2 separate regions of the Ovis canadensis genome follow, and region 1 is linked to region 2. Evidence: chromatin contacts called from public Hi-C data. All regions are on one chromosome and are shown on one strand. The core of a region is the stretch at or near the end of the contact, and the rest is flanking DNA. Distances in the headings are between cores, read along the strand shown. Region 1 holds the start of RSAD1 (radical S-adenosyl methionine domain containing 1). Region 2 overlaps ABCC3 (ATP binding cassette subfamily C member 3).

Evidence for each region. Hi-C and Micro-C count contacts between places; a contact is called where the count stands out from the background.
Region 1: a Hi-C map of fibroblasts shows a contact between it and region 2, with 4 times the contacts expected there. The contact joins the promoter of RSAD1 here to the enhancer-like site in region 2. A contact is called at or near these places in 2 of 2 Hi-C or Micro-C datasets (fibroblasts and lung).

What each region holds. Positions count from the first base shown.
Region 1 is chr11:44,635,377-44,642,419 of ARS-UI_OviCan_v2, reverse strand. It overlaps RSAD1 (radical S-adenosyl methionine domain containing 1), which reads left to right and starts at 5,350. Exons shown (of 10, transcript XR_011247077.1): 1 at 5,350-5,678; 2 at 6,057-6,190; 3 at 6,296-6,500. ACSF2 (acyl-CoA synthetase family member 2) reads left to right here. Exons shown (of 16, transcript XM_069543131.1): 11 at 668-775; 12 at 1,956-2,107; 13 at 2,931-3,072; 14 at 3,154-3,264; 15 at 3,397-3,465; 16 at 3,726-3,868. The coding sequence ends at 3,776.
Region 2 is chr11:44,441,764-44,448,426 of ARS-UI_OviCan_v2, reverse strand. It overlaps ABCC3 (ATP binding cassette subfamily C member 3), which reads left to right. Exons shown (of 32, transcript XR_011247055.1): 31 at 2,886-3,080; 32 at 5,563-6,159. Among named protein-coding and RNA genes, the nearest start is that of ANKRD40, 20 kb to the right of the region's middle. Within about 2 kb of position 2,231, the one cell type or tissue checked has open chromatin away from gene starts, as enhancers often do. A contact at or near this core is called in fibroblasts, where this site is marked.

The DNA of each region.
Region 1 (7,043 bases), core at 4,101-6,600, 190 kb before region 2:
CACTAGAAGGGGGGCTAGGGTGTGTGCCACTGGCTTTGTAAACCCTTGCGTTGGCTGTATTTTTATTTTGAGCAAAACAAATTTACAGGAAACTTTCCAGAATTTGAAGGGGGGGGGGGCACCCTACCCCAAGACCAGGCATTTATCCTGGGTTTCTAGTGGATGGGGCAGGGTAGGGGTAGGTGGCTGGTATCTGTGTAGCTCCCATCTGGGCCAAGGCGGGCTGGCTTTCTCATCAAATTTATGGATTCTTCAGCTTGGAAAGAAGGGGCAGGGGATGCTATAGCCTGAAATCAGGAAGGGGGTGTTAAGACAGCCTGAGGATGGGGTGGGGAAGCTGAGATGTTGGTAACTGGGAGCCACAGGCTAAACCATGTGGTTGTTGCAAGCAACCGGGAAGAGTGAGAGCCTGGCTGGAAGAGAATGGCTTCCCTGGTCTCAATTTTATTTCAGACCTGGGCCCCCTGCTAGCTGAGCTAGTCTGATTCTATATCCAGTGCCTTTGCCTCCTGACCCCTGACCTCTGCCAAATATGCCTCTTTTCCCACTGTTCAACTGCTTCCATCCCCCACAACCCACTCCCCACCCCAGGTCCTTCCCTCAAAGTAACTTCCCCATCCTTCTGCTCCCCAGGCTCTGTTCCAAACACCCTTTCTGGCTCCTCTAGGTGGCTTATGGAACCACAGAGAACAGCCCCGTGACCTTCATGAACTTCACCGAGGACACTGTGGAGCAGAAGGCAGAAAGTGTGGGCAGAGTCATGCCTCACACAGAGGTGGGCCCCAGACACCCCCCCCCCCCCACCACTCACCTGGGTGCGGCCCCTGGGACATTTATTGCTTTCAAATAAGAGATCCAAACAGCTCACTCCAGACACTGAGAGCCCCCAGCCACGAGGTCTTCCTGGGCCTGGCCTGGGGCTTTCTCTGTGGGCTGAGGCCTGAACTGGGAAGAGCTGGAACAGTGGCCAGCTGCCAGCTGAACTTCTCTGCAGCCTCCCTTCCTGTCTGAGGTGTGTTTTTGCCAAGCCCACTGTCTGTTTTGGGGCAGCCAGAACAGCCTCATAGAGGAGCCAGAGCACAGAGATTTTTCCTACACAGCTCTTTCTCTCCCATAGCCTTCTCCCCTCCACCTCCAACCTCATTTCAGCAGATTTGCTCTTTGTGCTTGGCATAAACAGTTTCCCAAATAGCTTCTCGCTCTGGGAGTCCCTTGCATCTTGAAGACTGACCCAGAGCACCTTTCACTCTCAAATTCCCAGCCTACAGTGCTGGTGCTTATGCCAGCATTCCTTGTTTCCCCTCCCGCCTTGGACCTTGCCCCTCTGGGATTACTGCCAGTGTGCTTCCCCTGGGGCCAACCTCTCTCCTCCCTAAAGTGAGTGTGCACTGACACCAGTCCCTCCCATGTGTCACTCACTGAGAGGCCCGCCTGTGAGGCAGACAGGCCGGGTGCGGTTCTCCCCATTTCACAGATGCAGACACGAGGCACAGGCGCTAAGCTTTCCTTGCCCAACAGTTATGGCTCATTTCTCAACCAGGCTTTCAGATTCTGCCTGTCTGCCGCCTCTCCTGTTCACGTGGCCCTGCTCTGCCACCCTCTTTGGCTTCTTTATTTACTGCTTAGTGGGAAGTAAGAGGAGACTCCCTTCCTTCTGCACAGTTTATAATTCTTTAGCTGGCCTGGCCCCCCTTCTGGCCTCCTTCTCTGAGCAGCTCCCACCCACTCTGTTTGCTCAGCACCTCCTGACTTGGGCCTCAGCTGTTCTTTCATGTCCAGCTCAGGTACCCAACTGGTGAAAGATCTACTCAGCCTGCGTCTCCATTCCTTGGGGATGGGCAGAGCCAGGGGGCTTCATTATAGGGGGAAAGAAGGCAAAGCTCTCCCCATTCCTGAGGCCCCTCATCCTGAAGTGAGAGGGTGGGAGGCCCCAGCCTGAAGCTGCCTGGTCCCAGGCCCAGATTGTGAACATGGAGACGGGGACGCTGACAGAGCTGCACACACCTGGAGAGCTGTGCATCCGAGGGTACTGCGTCATGCTGGGCTACTGGGGTGAGCCCCGGAAGACCGAGGAAGCAATTGGACAGGACAAGTGGTACCGGACGGGGTGAGAAGGCAGGGCAGGGTGGAGCGGTCGGCTGCCAAGGGGAAGCTGGGGGTCCTGAGGCTGAGTTGGGAACACTGAACTAGAACTGGGAGAACCAGTTGTCAAGATAGCCCCTTCACATCTCGGAGACTTAGTTTCAAAAATGTATAAAATGAGGATGATCATATTCTCCAAATAGGGCTCCTGGAAGGACCAAACACAGTACAGATGAGAACTCCTAGGGTAGTGCCTGCAAAATCTGAGCCTAGATTCAGGCAGTCATTTAATTCAACAAATTCTAATTATGCACCCGCCATGTGCTAGTACTGTTCTAAACACTGGTGGTCCAGGGGAAAGCAAAGGGGAGGATCCTGCTATTACTTCCCACATGTCTGATGGAGGGAGACAGATACAGTCAAGATCATTTCCTACATTCATAAACACAACTAATAAGACAGGATCACAGGAGAGAGAGTGGCTGTGGTGGAGAAGGGAGATTCTTTTCTCTTTGGTGATCAGAGGAGGCTTCTCTCAGGTGGAAATGTTTGGGCTGAAACCTGAATGGTAAGAAGCCAGCCCCAAAAGGTGTATGCATAGATATGTTTAGAGAGAGAGCGAGAGAGAGAGAAATATGCTATAGGTATGGGTTTACTTAGTTTGGTCTGCCTTCTATGTGAGATAGTTCCTCCCGTATGATCCAGGTAATGTCTTGTTTGTGACATATGTCCCAGAGTCTAGAGTCGCGTAAGACATACAGTAGGTGTTTCCTAAGTGTTTGGGAGAGAGTGAGTGAGCCAGCCGGACGAGGCAGATGTCAGAGGCCGCTCCTGGGCTTTCCTTGCAGAGACATCGCCACGATGGATGAGCAGGGCTTCTGCAAGATTGTGGGCCGGTCTAAGGATATGATCATCCGTGGCGGCGAGAATATCTACCCCGCCGAGCTCGAGGACTTCTTTCACACACACCCACAGGTTCAGGAAGTGCAGGTGAGGCACCCAGCCCAGGTGAGAGCCCAAGAGCAGGGGACACAGATGGGGATGTCTGATATCTGTCTCTGACTCTGGAAGGTGGTGGGAGTGAAGGATGACCGCATGGGGGAGGAAATCTGTGCCTGCATTCGGCTCAAGGAAGGGGAGAAGACCACGGCAGAGGAGATCAAGGCTTTCTGCAAAGGGAAGGTGGGAGCCTCAATTCACCCCAAGCATCACCGTGTTGCTCAGTTCTCTAATAACCTCTACCTGCCAACCTGTCAGCCCACTGCCCACCGTGACCCTGCCCAACCTCATGCTTTATCCCCCTCTGGCCTGCAGATCTCCCACTTCAAGATTCCCCGGTACATCGTTTTTGTCACAAACTACCCCCTCACCGTCTCAGGAAAGGTATGTAAGGAGACTAGGGAGGGGCAGGGAAGTTGGAGCCCAGGTGCAGAAGGTCAGGTGGCCCTGCCTGAGCCTCCCAGAGTGATGAGCCAGAGTCTGTTGAGAGGCTGGCAGCTGGGTCACAAGTTTGTCGGCTCATCCTGGTTTGCCCTGAACTTTCCTGGCTTTAGCCTGAGAAACTCTTCAGTCGCAGGCAAACCAGCAGGGCTTGGACACCCTAGCTAGCTTGCCTAATTCTCACTTCCTTCTCTTTCCTCTAGATCCAGAAATTCAAACTTCGGGAGCAGATGGAGCAACATCTAAACCTGTGAATAAAGGGAGAAGATCCTTCCTCCCTGCCCTTCTCCCACATTCCCCACGTCTGCTCTATGATCTGGCATAAAGAGCTTCTCTGTTTACTTTGGCTGGTCTCTTGCTGGTGTGCTCTCTTTGCAGCTGCTACAGGATGGAGAAGGGAAGAGACCCAAAGCACTTTAAAACTCCTATTCCTTGTCAACAATGGTGCTAAGCACTTTGGTGTGCATTATCTACTTCATTTAATCCTCGCTCATCCCTTTGAGATATCAACACAATTAGGGTGTTATCTAATCTAACACAATTAGATATCAGCACACATTTCTTTTTCACATTGTTGCCAGATTAGTGCAGCAAGAAGTATTTTTTAAATAGCTTTATTGAGTTATAATTCACCTACTACCCAATTCACCCATTTAAAGTGTTACATTCAATGGTTTTAGTATATTCACAGATATGTGCACTGATCTACAAAGTCAACATAAAAAATGTTCATCACCTCTTAAAAATAAACTCTATACCCTTTAACTATCATTCTACACCCCCCTACCCCCCCATCCCTCCCAACCAAACCAATTTTTATCTTTTTTCTTAGTCAGTGAAACCAGGGCTTCCTTAATGGGCAGTTAAAGCAGGATAAAGCAAGCTGTAGCTTGAGCCAAGAAATAAAAAACAGCTAAGCACGTCGATTTCTAGTTCAGAGACAGAAGGAAAAGTTCCTTCTGCTTGCAAGCCTTATCTCCCATTGTTTGCTCCCAGCAGCAGCAGCAGCCTCATCTTTACTTTTTAGAAAATGAACATAAATTTAGGGTGTTTAGAGTGCCAGTCACTGTATACATACAGACACATCCACATCCAGATACATCCAACATTTCCTGTTGAAATCTTCCCAAGAACACAGTCAAGCAGGCATTAGCCCCACTTCACAAAGGCTGAAACGGAAAACTCAGTAAGTTCAGTGTCTTGCCCAAATTTACACAGCTGGAATTAGAACCCAGCTGCCTGATTCCAAAGCCCATGGTCTTTCCACTTCCTGGGACAGTTCTTCGGGTGTCTGATTGTCCAGCCCTTCTTCTGAACCCTATCTGTCCCACATACATCATCTCTGACTCTCCTCACAGCAGATGCCTGGGGTTGGCCCAACCCTGGTGACAGCCTACACTCCTGACCAAGCAGGGATTTTCTGCCCCTGCAGCCTTCAGTCCAAGTGCCCTCTCCTCCCCCACTGATTCCACAGCCCTTGTAACAGACCAACCTCACAGCACGAAGCACACTGGCCTGGCGTCCAGGAGGTGCTGAATTAAATCGGTTGCCTGTTGTCGCTTGTTGGTTTACGTCTCCTCTGTCTCGTGTACCTGCACTTCGCCCTAATCTTATGCATCTGGATGTCCTCAGCGCCGAAACTCTGAGCCAGGCACATAAAACGTGAAGAAACCTACTGAACGAACTAACAGGTCCTGGATCGATCCAGGAACTCGCTCGCGATGTGGTGCCAAGTGCGGAGCTGCCCCACTACACCTCCAGCCGCCAGAGAAAGGACGGCAGGGCGGCTGCGGTGAGGGCGTCGGTGCCCAGCAGGTGGCGCTACGCCCCCGAGCCCTTAGCGCGGTGCTCCGTCAAAGGGCGCGGCCACGCAGCCCCAGTCCCTCCGCCGGGGGGGCCGCTCCGCTACCCCCACCCCCGCCCCGCCCGGCTCTGCGCGCACCGTAAGCCCTACCCCGGGCTTCTCGGGCTCGCGTCCTGACCCGCGCGACGGGCCGCTCAGCCAAGCGGGCGCCATGGCCCTCCCGCGGTCCCAGGCCCGCGGCTGGGTGAAGGCCGCCAAGATGGCTCAGAGGCGCCGCCGCGCGGAGGACGCGGGAGGACCCAACACCCAGAGCCCTGCGCCCGGGAGCCGGCGCGCCGCGCTTTACGTCCACGTGAGTGGGGAGGGGAGGCGGGGTGGCGGGAGCGCAGGGCCGCGGGCCCCCGTGGCGCTTGTCACGCCGCGGGCCCGCCTGCCGTCCTTCACCGGCCCGAGACGAGGTCTGGGACCTGTTCCCTGGCGGGGAAAGGTCTTGGCCCGGAGAACTGAAGTCTCTGGTGTGCACAATCTCGTTGACCTTGGCAAGTGATTTCCCTTCTGAACCTCAGTTTTCTCCTACTGAAGTGGACTTACTAATCCCCTTGGAGAGTTGTGTGGCTAAGAGGTTGACGGACCGCGGAATCAGGATGGGGGTGTGTGCGACTGAACCCTGGAAATGGCCGGGGCAGCCCAGGGTCACCTCTCATCCGGTTCACATGCCCCCTACCCCCAGTGGCCCTACTGCGAGAAGCGCTGTAGTTACTGCAACTTCAACAAGTACATCCCCCGTGGTGTGGACGAGGCTGCTCTGAGGCGCTGTCTGGTGACCGAGGCTCAGACGCTGCTGAGACTCAGCGGAGTGCGACGGTGGGTACTGGGGGCAGGGTCTTGGGAATTGTGTAGGGCAGCGGAACAGGTTGCAGGCATCCTGGAGGGCTCCGCCATGTCTTCATCTCCATTCTCTTTCCCTAGAGTGGAGTCTGTGTTCTTTGGTGGGGGTACCCCCAGTCTGGCCAGCCCCCATACTGTGGCAGCTGTCCTGGAGGCAGTGGCCCAGGCAACTCACCTGCCTGCAGACTCTGAAGTCACACTGGAGGCCAACCCCACTTCGGCCTCAGGCTCCAGGCTGGCAGCATTTGGGGCAGCAGGAGTCAACAGGCTGTCCATTGGCCTCCAGGTAACCCATCTCACCCACCTTATCCTGGGACATCCAGGATGTCTCTCATCCAGTCACATTCACTCATAGGGCAAATATTTGTGGAGCTCCTCCTTTGTGCCAGGGCCCTGTAGGCACTGAAAAGTGTGTGATGACACCTACTTGTCTGTTTGAATGCTAGACTACAAGCCCTAATAGGCAGGGATCATGCGTGCCTTTTTGTTCATCCCGGTATTACAAGCAGCCACTACAATTCCTGGCACATAGTAGATGCTTGAAAGATTTACTACCTGACTGGAGACACAGAAGGAGGCAGACAGGTGGTCAGATCACTGCAGCATGATAAAGTCTGCTTGTGAATGGGGTCTCTACAAAAGGCTTTCAGGAGTATGGCCTGAAGGGCATGTCAGTCTGACAAAATCATGGAAACCTTCCTGAAGAAGGTGATGTTTGAATAAGGAAGAGGAGTCCATCAGAGGAGGGTGTTGAGGGGGAAAGACCGGATTTGGAAGAGCTTGCCTGTTTGGGAGGACCTTTGAGCCATTCCTCGTGACTGGAGAGGCT
Region 2 (6,663 bases), core at 982-3,481:
CATATTTGAATGGCCTAGTGATTTGAACTCGGGGCGCTCTACTGTATTGAGCATGTCTGTGTGCCAGGCTTCTCACTGACTCCTCACACAAGCCCCAGAGAGACTGAGCTAGGGCCAAAGGGGCACAGCTGGGAGAAGACATGCCTGGGCTTTCAGCTAGGTCTGGGAGACTCCAAGGCCCCAGTCAGTTTCCTCTTGTGAGGTTGTCAGTGCTGTGCTTGGCCTGATGAGGGGGCTGTGGACCGAATGTTGAGAAGACCAGAGGAAACAGAGAACTTTAGGGAAGTCTTTTATTTTTTCCGAGTTGGATGCAATTTTGTCTCTGGTTTAGAAGTGGGCAAAGTGAGCTCTCCAGGCCTTTCTTTGCTTCCTTATAGCCCCAGATTTTATATCCCCAGCCACTGGGTCATGTATCAGAGAAGGTCAGAGTCACTTCTCACTGAGTCTAAAAGCTTGAGATACATGTGCCTGTGTTAACTGTGTGGTTTGGGGCAAGTTGCTTAACCTCTCTGTGCCTTCGTTTTCTTAACTCTGAAAGGAGTATGGGACAACAGTTCCATTCCTTTAGCACCGTGCTGCCTAACAGCCACGCTGAAAACAGAAACGGATGAATTAAATTTTGGAATTATGTATTTTATTTAGCCCAAAATATCTAAAATATTAGATATTTTAAAATATTAGATATTTCAAATCACTTCAACATGTAATTGATATAAAAGCTATTATGGATATCTTGCATTTATTCATATTAAGTATAAAATCCTGTGTGTATTTTTACACTTACAGCACTTTCACTTTTCACTTTCATGCATTGGAGAAGGAAATGGCAACCCACTCCGGTGTTCTTGCCTGGAGAATCCCAGGGATGGGGGAGCCTGGTGGGCTGCTGTCTATGGGGTCGCACAGAGTCGGACACGACTGAAGCGACTTAGCAGCAGCAGCACATCTCGATTCAGATTTGCCTCATTTCAGGTAGCCCACAGTCATGTGTGGCTAGTGGCCATCATTTGGACAGGGTGGTTTTATGGGTTTTGTGATGAAATGGAAAGCACTTAGACTGGATACACTCCTGAGAAATTTAGCTATTCTTATTATTCTACTCAGTCCATACCTGAGTGGACTCTCTCCAGACAAAACAAAAACAAAAACTTGTACATTTCAGTTCAGTTCAGTTCAGTTCAATCACTCAGTCGTGTCCGACTCTCTTTGTGATCCCATGAATCGCAGCACGCCAGGCCTCCCTGTCCATCACCAACTCCCGGAGTTTACTCAAACTCGTGTCCATTGAGTCGGTGATTCCATCCAACCATCTCATCCTCTGTCGTCCCCTTCTCCTCCTGCTTTCAATCTTTCCCAGCATCCGGGTCTTTTCAAATGAGTCAGCTCTTCGCATCGGGTGGCCAAAGTATTGGAGTTTCAGCTTCAACATCAGTCCTTCCAATGAACATTCAGGACTAATTTTCTTTAGGATGGACTGGTTGGCTCTCCTTGCAGTCCAAGGGACTCTCAAGAGTCTTTTCCAACACCACAGTTCAAAAGCATCAATTCTTTGGCGCTCAGCTTTCTTTATAGTCCAACTCTCACATCCATACATGAATACTGGAAAAACTTAATAGTGTTCAAGGCACGTTGGCCTCCACTATCTCCTTTAATCTTTACTGCAGTCCTGTGGGCTAGAAATGAGGCTCCAAAGTATAAAACGATTTGCCCAAAGCCACTTAGCTAGCAAGGGGTGGGGCAAGGACTCAGGGAAGTGGGAGTTTTTGCCCCAAGCCTTTACTTGCTGCCTCATAGCCACTGGTGGGATGCCCCCACCTCCAGAGTCAGTCTTGTAAGAATGAATGTGTCCAGTCCCTGGATCTCACACAACCAGGTTGAGGGTGGCTGGCAGACAAGCCTAGGCTACCAGACCCTATGCCCCATAGCTGTTTTTTGGCCCATTCTCTGATCCCTGCTTGCCATCAGCACGTCTCACCAGATCACCCCTCCATCCCCACATCAACCAGGACCTGAGACAGAAATGCACTCCCCTCCTCCCTCCCTGAGCTTGTAGTCACTTTAAGCATAACCTGTATCCTGTGCCAGTCCCACCATAAATCAGCCCTAAATTCTATCTGGCAGCTCATTCTGCTGCCAAAACCTTCATTAGTTGCGGGAATGGGCTGAAAGAGAGCCTGGTCTTCACTTGGGCTGGAGTGACTCACCCCTTTGGGAAGGGCTGAGGTATTTGTCCTTGGGTGTGGGGGTGCTGTAGCCTCTGTGGTTGGGAACACCGCCTTGCTTTGTTCCTTAGCTCTGGCTTCCAAGGCAGGGGTTGAAGATAAGCATTTCACCCCTCCTCCACCTCTCCAGTGACTAGACATGGGGAGCCCCCTAGATCCTCCTCTGCCCTGCCCCTTCTGAGTTCCCACCATAGAGCCCTGATCTGTATTCCCTATGGGGGCAGGAGATGGCTGAATTGTGTGGTATTAGGCTCAGCAAGATAGCATGATGTATGCAAATACCAGGAGGAGTCATTCCAGTATGTGATTACTAAGGTGTAAATGACTAACAGAGTGAAACAGAGGCATGGTGGCACTAGCTTAAAGAGAGAGACGGGGGAAGAAGCACAGAAGGAGGGAGCCGGGGGTGCCACGGAGAGACTGGGGATTTCACAATGTTAAGTACTGGCTCTACCTCAAGGCCCCTCATTATCCCGGTGGTGTCCAGACCTCAGCTCTGTGTTCCAGGAGTACTGGGCTAAGGCAGAAATGGGAGAGGTTAGACAAGAGAGCCAGCCCGAGGCTAATGAAAAGGAGCAGAGACAGAAACAGCTTGGGGAGGAAAGCCTGGGGGGCAGGTTGGGGGCACCCAGCTGGAGACTTCCTTGCTTTCCCTACTCCCAGTGTGGGCCAGCGGCAGCTCGTGTGCCTGGCCAGAGCCCTGCTTCGCAAGAGTCGAATCCTGGTGTTAGACGAGGCCACGGCCGCCATTGACCTGGAGACTGACGACCTCATCCAGGCCACCATCCGCACCCAGTTTGAGACCTGCACAGTGCTGACCATCGCGCACAGGCTGAACACCATCATGGACTACACCAGGTAGTGCGCTGGGACCCGAGCAGGGAGGGGCAGGCGAAGGGACAGGCAGACCATCTGGATGTGTGGGTGTGGGAGCCTTAGGGGATTCTCTGCGGTGTGGAAGGGGATAACAGCATGGGTCACCTGGGCGCTGGGTGCACAGTGATGGTTCCTGAGACACAGGGACACTTTGGAGGCAAAAATGTTGGGAATGGACATGTTGGGGCTCCCCGAGGCTTGGTTCACTCCCCTACCCCAGCCCTTAATGCTGAGATGAGGGGAACCAGATCCTTCATGCTAAATCCTGTCACTTCCTGAGCACCTTGCCCATGGCTTCATTTGCTCCTCATTCCCACCCTGTGGGCATACAGACCAGGAAGCCACTGAGGAAAGGTATATGATTCTTGGGTCCATGTACAGTAGATGCTTTGTTGTGGGAAAGCAGAGGGCGGAGTCCCAAGCCTGGCTCTGCTGCTGTGTGACCTTGGGCAATTTGCAAAGCCTTCATGAAACTGTCTCTTGAGGTTGTTGTAAGTAATCAGTGAAATAAAGTATTAAAAGTGCAGGTGATCCTAGAATATGTTCATTTCCTCCCTAACCCCTTGTTGTAATTCTCCCTAGAACCAGCTTCTCAAAGAATTAGGGAAGAAGCCTTGCTCTTGGTATCTTACAGCTTCCCTGGGGAGTCAGCTCATTCAGCCAAAAGGAAAAAATGTGATCTATTCTCTCATTGTGCCTAATGTCAAGGTGTAGCTCTGGAGGACAGGATAGGGGTTGGGGGACTCAGGAGCCTGATGGAAGTGAGCTGGTACTAGACTGCCAGGCTAGCTCCTTTGGAGGCACAGGAGCTCAGGGTGAGGAAGAGGCAGGAGGCTGCAAAGAATCTATGCTGAGGTACTATGGTGGGAGTACCTCGACAAGGTTTCATTCCCAAAACAAACACCTGTAGGGTGTGGGGAGCGGGGGAAACACATGGACAGGGCAATGGGCAGACCTTGTCCCTCTCTCAAGTGTCCCCACACAGGTCCCAGGGGCTCGGAAACCAAGCTGAGAATGCCTGACGCTACTGTCTGTTCCATCCCCACCATATCCCCCTCTCCACTCCTATCCGAGACCTACTGGGAGAAGAGTGGGTAGGAAGGCTTGAGCCCTGGGTCCACACAAGGGAAAGGGCCAGACCAACAGGATCTCTTCCCATGCCTAACTGAAAATGGTTTTTACCAGCAGCCCTGAGGGGCAAAACCTCAAATTGACCTTGGAGGTTGGGAGTTCAGTCATTTGAGTGGATCAGGCAGAAATTAATGACATAATCACGCTACTGAACATGTAATTAGAGCCTGTAGGAAGGAAGCAAGGGTCCACATGTGTAGGCAGAGGAGCCAATGCATAGAGGCAGCGGAGGAGCCAAGGGCCTGGGCTTAGAATCCTTCTCCCGCCTTACCCTGGGAGGCAGCTTGTCGGCCCAGCACTAAGAGCACCCTGTGTTTAGTTAGCAAGAGATTCTAAGCCCAGGCCCAGGCTTGAATTCTCATCCTTCAGGGCACCAGCCAAGCCCTAAAGGACGAGTAAAAGTTGGGTAGCAAGGAGACGTGATAGGGAGGGAGCTGGAAATTTCGGGAAAAGGCTGTAGCATGTGCAAAGGCCTGGAGGTAAGAGGGCACAAGAGTTGAAAGGGAGAAGGGGCAATAGAACCAAGAGGAGGGGAAGAAAGCTAGGCCTCACTCTGCTGCACTGGGGACCATGGGAAAGCATTTAGTCCTCACCCAAGAGCAAAGGGAAGCCACTGAAGTGAGGTGGGCAGTGGCTAGGCAGTGATGTTCACAGACACACCTCTTCCCAAGGGGCTCTTCCAGGAGCCCCACAGGTGGGTCAACGACTGCATGCAGTCCAGGCCCTCCTACTGGGGAGCATCTCCTAGGACGTGGGGGAGCCCTTTCTGCTTCCACCTCACCCTGGGAGCCAGCTTGTCAGCTCTGCACTAGGTGTATCCTGTGTTTAGTTGGCAAGAGAGTCTAAGCCCAGGCCCAGGCCTGACTATGTATGTGTGGGCGGGGGGAGATCCACCCATCAGCAGCGGCCAGATTTGTAGCCAGATTCCAGCGTCAGGCCTCACTGCAGCCGTTCCCACTGTGTGCCTTTGTGAGTTGGCACAAAGCAGATGGATACATACAGGCCTGTGGCTCCCTGTGCACACTCCTGTGACCCTGGTGAGGGGAAGGGCTCATTAAGGAAGGTTTTCAGAGCCCTGACTAGCAGAGATGAATAGGACCTTGTGTTTAATCCTAGAAACTGCCTCATCTGCCAGAACAGCAAATGGAGTGGCTAAAATAACCAGTCTTGCAAGTGTGCACATGTGGCATGGTGCTTGTGTTGGGTGGGTTGACTGAAGTGGAAGGGTTGGCATGTCACTGAGGGGTCTGAGCTGTACTCAGAAGGGCAGGGTTGGACCACGAAGCCCAGATCTGAGCTGATGGAGACCTGACCACTTCTTTTCTTTGGCTAGGGTCCTGGTCCTGGACAAAGGGACGATAGTTGAATTTGATTCTCCAACCAGCCTCATTGCAGCCAGAGGCATCTTCTATGGGATGGCCAGAGATGCTGGACTTGCCTAAAATATATTCCTGGTCTTTCCTCCTGGACATTCTTAAAGTTTCCATCACGAATGGAGAGGACACCAAATATGTCTACAGAATGGACTGGATGGCAAACGTTGGGGACATCTGTTAGGTCTTTGTCCCTGCCAGGTGCCTTGTAGGATAACCATGCTAAATGCTTCAGGGGGGGAAGCGAGGGCCCAGAGGTGAGTGACATGCCCAAGGTCATTGCTAATATGTGACAGAGCCCAGACCAGTCCCCAAGTCTCCTGATTCCCAATGTGGCATTATTTCCACACTGTACTGCTTATAATCATTTCAAGGGATGACCTCCCTACCCCCATGATTTTTCGTATTTTCTAATCTGAAGTGTTTTTGGTTTTGTTTTTAAATAAAGCTTTCTCCTCTTCGAACAGAAGACTGCCAGGTCAGACCATTCCTAGGAACTGAGTCCAATACTCATTAAAAACAGAGCACTGATGAAATAAAGCTACGTGTTAACAACACATACACTCCAATGTAGCCTTTCTCTCTGTTCACAAGGTCTAGGGGCTAGGGCCTTTAGAGGAGGTGGAGAGGAAGGAGGGAGACGCAGAGGTAGCCTTTATACACATCTACATGGCTGGAATTATCTGAAAACATCAGACCCAAGAGCTTTTGGCTGGAAATACTGTCTTCACAGCCAAAACTCACTGGGTAATTGCCAGTAGTTCCTGTTCTGCTGTGTAAAGGCTGTAAAAAGGTGAGAAAGAAAGCCCCTGATATCTGACCTGAGGCCTCTTGAGAAAGCTGCTGTGAACACCTCCACATTTATGTCATCCCTCAGACCACTACGCCTGCTTGTCTAGGGGATGAGAAGTGCATGGCACTTTATCTCCTTGCCCCTTTAGCATTCTGTTCCAGACAGGTCCCCATAACCCATGAGGTCTCCAAGTCATTCATCTTCCTCACTCTGGCTGAAGCTGACTGTGGGAGCACAGAGCAGCCCCGGGCCTACCCCCGTTTTGAAC